Regions from separate parts of the Mus musculus genome. Here region 2 is linked to region 1. Evidence: chromatin contacts called from public Hi-C data. All regions are on one chromosome and are shown on one strand. The core of a region is the stretch at or near the end of the contact, and the rest is flanking DNA. Distances in the headings are between cores, read along the strand shown.

Region 1 (3,698 bases), core at 867-3,366:
GGCCCTCACTCGAGGGTGGCCACGGGCCAGCTGTGCCAGGTGGTTACCGCTAGGGTAGCCAGACCCCCTTTTAACTCTTCAACTCTGCTTCCTGTGAGACTCAGTCAGGAACAACTGACTATGTGTTAGATTCTGAAGTCACCACCCCAAATTGGACAGGGAAAGTTCGGCCTGGTAGGAAACTTGCTTGCATTTTGAGCTGTGACAGAAGCTGGCCTGCAGCCTTCAGCCACTTGGCCTTAAGATACTAAGTATGAGTCTCGGCTGCCTCCACCTTGCGGCACTCGTGTTTGAACCCAGTGCCTTCTGCATGCTTGGAAGGTGCTCTGCTGCCGAGCTAAGTCCCCAGCCGACATCCTGAAGGAGATAACTGGGCTAGATTTGGTCCTAGTACACAATTCTTGTCCGTTTGGAGAGTTTTGTCTGTCGGGTTTCAGAAGACTGGAGTGTGTGTCTTAACGCACATGGGAATGGTGGCTAGGCTCCTGCCCTGGTTCAGAAGTTCAGTAGCTAGTACTTAATAGCAGGGCTAGTGTTTCTGCATACCCTTAACTGTGTCCATAGTCACAAGACAGCTGCCATATAGCTCAGCCGTCACATTTACCCATAAATCAAGGCTCTTAACTAGCCAAGCATAAACTCCTAGGAGTCTCCCAGATGACATCTGGAACATCTCATTGCCTGGAGCAGAGCTGTGTGTGACCCTGGCTGTCAACAGACTTTTTATCCCAACGTCTGCAGTGCAGGTGAGCTGAGCAGAAGGGCTGGGTGTTGGCCCTGGACTGGCAGCTAACAGTGTCTTCAGTGAGGGATAAAAGCACATGGGAAGCAGTTAGTGTCCCCTGGTTCTCAGCAGACAGACTGAGGACAGGGCAGGTGGAGGCTTTGGGAAAGAAATGGTTTAGCCTGCATTAACTGACCACGGTTAGTCTCGGAGTCCTAGGGTGAGCTGTGTACTAGCTGTGGGAAAGCCCCCAATCTCCTGGGACAGGGTGAGAGGCAGTGTCCTGGCTGGAAGGAAGTACTTACCCAGTTGGCCTAGGTGGCAGAAGGCAGTGTCGATTCCGGCTGGGTGTGGAGTTGGGGTCTCACACTAACTGCTGCCTTGCTGGGAGAGTCTGGCACATGGGCCGTTCAGGGCCTGTTGACCACTAAATGATCCTCACCTGCTCAGGTGGAGGCGACAGGTCGCCATCGGGCAGGTGATTCTCTCGGCAGCCTGCATCTGGCACCGCTCCACTTAACGGAGGTCAGGAGACTAAAACCTCATTACCTAACACTGCTGGATGTCAGCATGTGTGGAGTGGCTGTTTGCCAGCGTCCTAATTAATGAATTCATAAGGCACGGGGCGGATGCCAGCTCTTGAAAAATGCTTTGAGCCTTTCAGCGATGGAGCAGCTTTTGCCAGTTTATCAAAAAATAGATCTGGGGAGAAAGAAAAGAAACCAAACCCCAGATTCCATTTTGGCCTAGAGCAGCTGAAGGCTTAGGGCAAGGTCTGGCCTGCAGAGCGACTTCCAAAGCTGTATAGCTCCTCCCTGTGCTGACCTTGGCAGCTCTACTGGACCACTGCAGCCCTCATACTCACGAGCGGGGTGGGTGGGGTTGCTGTCACTAGCCACCTACGAGATATTGGGAGGCCCACTTTCTTGACCTGCTCTGCCTGGAAGAGAAAGTTTACACCAGGCCTGTTGATTTGGGGGGCTCTGGTGGTTTGCTTTCTTACCGACAGTTCGGAAAGCCTCCTCCACGGAAAAATATCGCTTAACCAATGTCATGGGGATCAGCCATTTAGGTGTGAAGCTGGCTACCTGGAAGATAAGGTACACTGTCCCCTGTGACATGGCTGTGTGACTTGGAGGCCACAGACGGAAAGCCCCAGTGGTATTGCCAGGGACCATCTGGGTAGGCGGTCTATCGCCTTTACCCATTACAGTAAACATCCCGGGGCTCCTGATGTGTGAAAATGAGTGGATTTCTTGGACCAGCTTCCCAGGCAGTGAATTAGAAGAGGAGGAAGCTTTGATGCCCTTTGGGGGATGGAGAGGGTTTACTAGCTAGCCCACACACTTCCTTATCCAAACTCCGACATGTTTTGCGTGCATTTGGGAGGTTACTTTTGACAGCGTGGCAATGTGGGGGAGGGTGTTTGTGAAGGGACAGTCAGCTTAGTATGCAGACAGACGCCAGGCTCCTGGCGCCTCGATCTCCCAGCACATGGACTGCAGGCAGGTCCTTCCAGGCAGCGCATCTGTTGTGTGAAAAGAGACCAAGCACAGCCAGGCACAAGGTCACCCCGAGGAAAGCATCTGTTGAAGCCAGACCAACAGGCTTCTACAGGTTCGGGGGCCATGCTTGACTCTTTTTCTGAATGTCACTAGTCCTTGTTGGTTGTGGTTGTTTGCCATGGTGGTGCTGGAGAAGACTGGAGGTACGTGCACGGACCGGGACCTAATCCCACCACCTTCAGCCATGTAAGCTGCTGATCATCTCTGCTGGGAGTTGGCTCTCTGCACAGTAGTGACAGCCCCTTTGCAAGGTGGATGCAAAGTCAGACTAAATGTGGACAGCTGCCCATCCTAGGGCATGGGGGTGGAATTACCTTCTAGGCTAAAAAGTCACAGCTTTCCGCTGTGGGGTGATGAGGTTAGAGGACACACCTGGATAAGCTGCTTCCTTACTTAAGTCTGCCTGTCTGTAAGACGTGGACGCTGGTTGTCTGCCATCCTCCCCTGTGTGGAGTGTCTAGAACAGAGCCTGGCACCTGGCAGTGCTGCAGATGTGTTCCAGGTGTTGTATCCACCTTTTAGACTCTTGGTTCCCAGTGCTGCTCCTTATGTCCTCATCCAGACTCATGACACCATCTAAGTCCTCAGTACCCAGCCAGCTCCTGGCCAGTCGGGTGGAGCATGCCCCCAGGCAAGTCCTTTCCCACCCTCCTGTCACTGGCTGGCCAGAAGCTCCCAGGAGCCAAGGCCCTTGAGAGGCAGAAACCTCTTCTCAACCTAGAAAACGGAGGGGGTGGGTGGTGTGGCCTTGAACCAAGCGGCAGGGGAACTTCTGCACTTTCCCAGTAGAGCCTGGCCTTCAGGTAGCTGCAGTGGCAGCGCTGCGGGCCAGGCATTGCCTTTCTGACGTCCAGGTGCTCTGTTGAGTGTTATATTCAGTTTTTCACTCTCCTACTGAAGAGCCTGTGGCTCCTGCTGACTCCTGCTTATCAAAGGAATAAAAGCTGCCCATGCTCCTGCCAGCAGCCCTAGAGCTGGCACCCTGTGGGGCCTGACCTGACCTGTGCAGGGGCAGCTGTCTGTGCAAGTGCCACGAGTTCCCGCCTCTGAGGAGCCTATTTGGGGCTTTGATTCCTGGAGGCTCCATCCTCTGAAAAGATGCCTCCTGGGGATTTCAGACAAATTTTACAGTTTCTCTTAACACAGTGGTTTTACAGTGCATAGGACCCCAGGGAGACTTGTCTAAAGCTCTGGGAGTAAGGCTATATTCCTGAGTCAGGGAAGGGCTCTTAGTCTGGCCTGGGGCTGGGCTCTACAGCCCTCACCTGGAGCAGACAGGCTCAGAGCTGTGGGCTGGAGAGGGAAGCCCTTGAGGAGGCGCTGACATCCATTCCAGCGGTTCTGCCCTCCAGCACACTAAGCTTCGCGGCTGGCTTGAGTCCTGCCCAGCTGCAGATATCCAACGGCCT
Region 2 (3,698 bases), core at 875-3,374, 490 kb before region 1:
CAAGTCCCACAGGCACCCAATGCTGAGCCACGTTGCAGAAGAGCTCCAATCTCAAACTGCAGATCCCACAGACTCTGCAGTCCCGTGCTCAGAGCAGAACCTCAGTCCTCCTGAGCCTCCAGAGACTGACCCAATCTTTCCTGCCTCATAACTGGCAACTACCCACCCAGCTGTGATTCACGTAAGATCCTGGAGTCCTCTCCTCCTCTGCTTCTCACAGTGGTTTCTGCAGACAACCCTTAAATCAGGCCCAAGCTTGCCCTGTTCTCCACTGCATGCGAAGGCTGCACCGCAGGAACCAGGGCACTGTGCTGAAGGAACAGGCACAGGGGGCTGAAGGCCAGAGGCCCCTCTCGCACAGCATCCAGAAGGACTTTGGGACATATGGGACATATGGGTTACCATTTAGGATGCACTTATTTCATATGTGTTCATTCCTCTTTGAATACAATAATGGAATATATGAATATAATAAACTTCAAATTGTATAAATAGCAATCACCAAAAGTCTCTCATCTCACTTTCTGTTACACTTCCTGGAGACCAAGCCACCACGGCCACCAGCCTCTGAGGATTCTTGAGGGCCTCCACACCAGCATTTCTGCTTCTCTACCACAGGGGGATTTTTACAATGTGAATCAGATGATGTCACTCCAGTGCTTAAAAAACCCTTCAGTGCTAGAAATAATAAACTTACTAAGGCCAACAAGCCCCTGGCTTGGCGCTGCGGTCCCCACTCTCCTGCCACACCACGGGACCCCAGGCACTGGCTGTCCACACAGGCTCATACCACGGGACCCCATGACACTGGATGTTCATACAGGCCCACACCACAGGACCCCACGGCACTGGCTGTCCACACAGGCCCACACTGTCGTCTTGGTCCAGGACACCTCCTCCCAGGCAGCCTGCTGTGAGTTCTCTGCGCCTTGGTGATACTTCTATCTGAAGTGTCTGAGTGCTCTGTGTGCCCATGTGCTGCACACCTCCCCCAAAGAGAACAGCACGGAGGCAGAGATTCTCATTCCATTCTTATAGGATTCAATGAAGACAGACAATAAATAACTTTATCTAACAGACAACTCACTAAAAACAAGAGAATGACTTCTAGCATAAAGGGACACAATGCTAACAAAGCCCCCCCCCCCCAATCACTGACTGAAATGGACATGTGTGTGAGCCAACAGATTTATTTTTCTACTGCTGTGATCAATCCAAGCATCTGCTCACAGATTCCCACAGAGCCACATAAGGACAGCATGTGAGGCTGTGGGGTCACAGATGACCTGGGTGGATGGACAGTGGAGAAGTCACTTCAACACAGCCTCCACTCCTGCCCGCTTCCCATCACCACACTAGTATGTTGGTCAGTTACTCAAAATTCAACAGAAAATTAACCCTGGTACAACAGCTCGGCTCTAGGGAAGAACGATTTAATCGAAGCAAGAGCATTAACATAAATCTGGCCCCTTAACTTGTAAATCTAGATAGAGCCTCCCTCTCTTCCTGGATTAATCTGTAGCTTGGCAGGGCAAGTACAGAGAAGCATGTCGCCCCATGTATTAATGACAAGGACTCACAAGCCGTCCTGTGTTAACTCAGCTCCCCCTCTCGAGGGCCAGGACTGACCCAGACCAAGAGGACGCTGGCCTGAGTGGAGGGAGCACCCAGGAGGAAGAGGCTTGTTGGGCCTTGCAAAACTCCAAGGGCAGCTGTCAGAAGTCGGGGGTCAGTCCATATGACTTGTCTGCCACCCCCACACAGCCCAGATCCAGCCTGTCAGACAGTAGGGGAGTCTGAGAACCCAAGCTCCAAGGAAACCAAGACTGGGAGGAGAGGATGAGAAGAATGCCTCACTCACAGGTGTGGAGGGGGCTGTTGGGAGCCAGCGCCTGGGTCTTCTGAGTGCTCCAGTGACCCACTAACACAATCACCTTTTTTGTTTCTGTCTCTGAACTCTGCTGTGTGAAGTCCATCTCAGCAGAGCTGAGGTGTGCTAAGTCAGTCAGCAAGGGGTGCAGCTTCTCAGCTAACCCAGCCCAGCCCTCTCAAGGCCCTCCTGGTCCTGTCCCAGGGACTTGGCTCCCCCGCAGCCTGGCTCTGAGTCTCACAGACTGAAGAGCTGCAGTGCCAACAACACCCAGCACCGTGAGAGCCAACAACCCAAGACCATAGCAAACAGACAGGCTGAGGCTGGGAGGTGGTGCACACCTTTAATCCCAGCACTGGAGAGGCATCGGCAAGTGGATCTCTGAGTTTGAGGCTACACTGGTCAACAGAACTAGTTCCAAAGCTATGCGAGAGAAATCCTGTCTTGTGCCCCATCCCCAAAAGATGCTCAGAGAAACCAGTTTCCACTGCTGTTATCGCAGGGTGGTGTTCTGTCTCCTGCTGGCAAACAAGACGAGAAGCTGAAGTGGCTGCCTTGTTGGAATCTGTCTCCAGGACCTGTGTTGTGTGACCTCATCCAGACTTTGGCCTGCTTAAGTAACGGTACTTTCCAGAATTAGACACAAACTTCACTGATACTCATCTAGGAGAAAAGATGGCACTGAAATCTCAGCTAACAAGGAATTATGTTCCAGGGTTGGGCCATCGTCCAGCAAAAGCAGCGACAGGCTCAAGGGGTGAACAGTGTTTACTGCTCGTCTGCTTGGTATTTGTGGTCTAGAAATTCTGGGGCTGAGCAGAGGAGGAAAGAAACTACTACATCCTGTGGCTGAAGAGCACCAAGACGCATGGAGGGGAAAACAGCTTCAGGTCACAGGAAGCAAAGAAGAAACCTGCTGCACATAACTCAATACACTCAGGCCATGTGTCCTAAACCAGGGGCACCCAGGGCACCGAAACACACAAAGAATTCACGAAGACAGGCTGGGTCCTAGGTGGACAGCAGGGCAGGACAGGGTGGCAGGGAGGTGCACTGATGCTGAAGTCTCCAGCTGAGGGCAGGAAAGGACACTGCACAGGCAGTCAACAGACACAGTAAGCACTACAGTCCACAGGGAAATCCAGGCGGTGACGCTGTGGTATGGAAAACCTACCTACAAGCCACACACAGCTTCCCTGCTGAGCCCTGTGCACATCTCCCACACTCTCTTGGACACACTCCTTAAACACAAGCACTAGCTCTTGCCAGGGTGAAGGCAGCGGTGGGAAATTAACCCTTAAATTGTACTTAATGCTGAAAAGACAATTTCAGCCGAAGACTGAAGAAAAGCCTGGGTGCAGGAGGTGCAGTAGGTGGACCAAGGGCAAGTGTGTGCTCAGCATTTAACCTACGGCCCTCTCTGTGCATCTACCCGACAAGAGGAGAAAAGAATGGAAGGAAGGCCCACAGCCCCAGGAAGCGTGACTGTGTTCACAGGTGACATGCCACGCGTGTGCAGCATCTTAGGAAGGTGGCACTAACAGGAGCTAGAGAGGCTGCAAAAAAAAAACTACTGTGCTTCCCGAGGGAACAACAATCTAACAAGAGGTACTGGGGATTCTAAGCACAGTACCATCAGAAATTCAAAGTACTTTGGGACAGCTGCACAGAAGACACACTCTGAGAACTATAAAACAGGGCTGAGTAAGTGTAAGACCTAAGTGAACAGAGAGAGGCTTGTGCTTGACGTCTGGAAACGCTTAGGGCAGCAACTCCAAGCCTTCACTATCAGGCTCAAAAGCAGGAGCTGCTGCAGGGTGGGAGTGTG

Evidence for each region. A called contact is a pair of places that touch in the nucleus more often than the background predicts.
Region 2: a Hi-C map of cerebellum shows a contact between it and region 1, with 2.2 times the contacts expected there. The contact joins two enhancer-like sites. A contact is called at or near these places in 1 of 39 promoter capture datasets (embryonic stem cells), 2 of 484 Hi-C or Micro-C datasets (cerebellum and ventral hippocampal neurons), 1 of 115 datasets of contacts at active chromatin or transcription factors (astrocytes) and 1 of 9 other capture datasets (macrophages).

Annotation. Positions count from the first base shown.
Region 1 is chr17:29,709,144-29,712,841 of GRCm38.p6, reverse strand. The region is part of intron 1 of Ccdc167 (coiled-coil domain containing 167); the gene reads left to right. Among named protein-coding and RNA genes, the nearest start is that of Ccdc167, 6.0 kb to the left of the region's middle. Within about 2 kb of position 2,116, at least 39 of the 459 cell types and tissues checked have an H3K27ac peak or open chromatin away from gene starts, as enhancers often do. A contact at or near this core is called in cerebellum, where this site is marked.
Region 2 is chr17:30,198,892-30,202,589 of GRCm38.p6, reverse strand. All of the region lies in intron 5 of Zfand3 (zinc finger, AN1-type domain 3), which reads right to left. Among named protein-coding and RNA genes, the nearest start is that of Zfand3, 200 kb to the right of the region's middle. Within about 2 kb of position 2,124, at least 55 of the 459 cell types and tissues checked have an H3K27ac peak or open chromatin away from gene starts, as enhancers often do. A contact at or near this core is called in cerebellum, where this site is marked.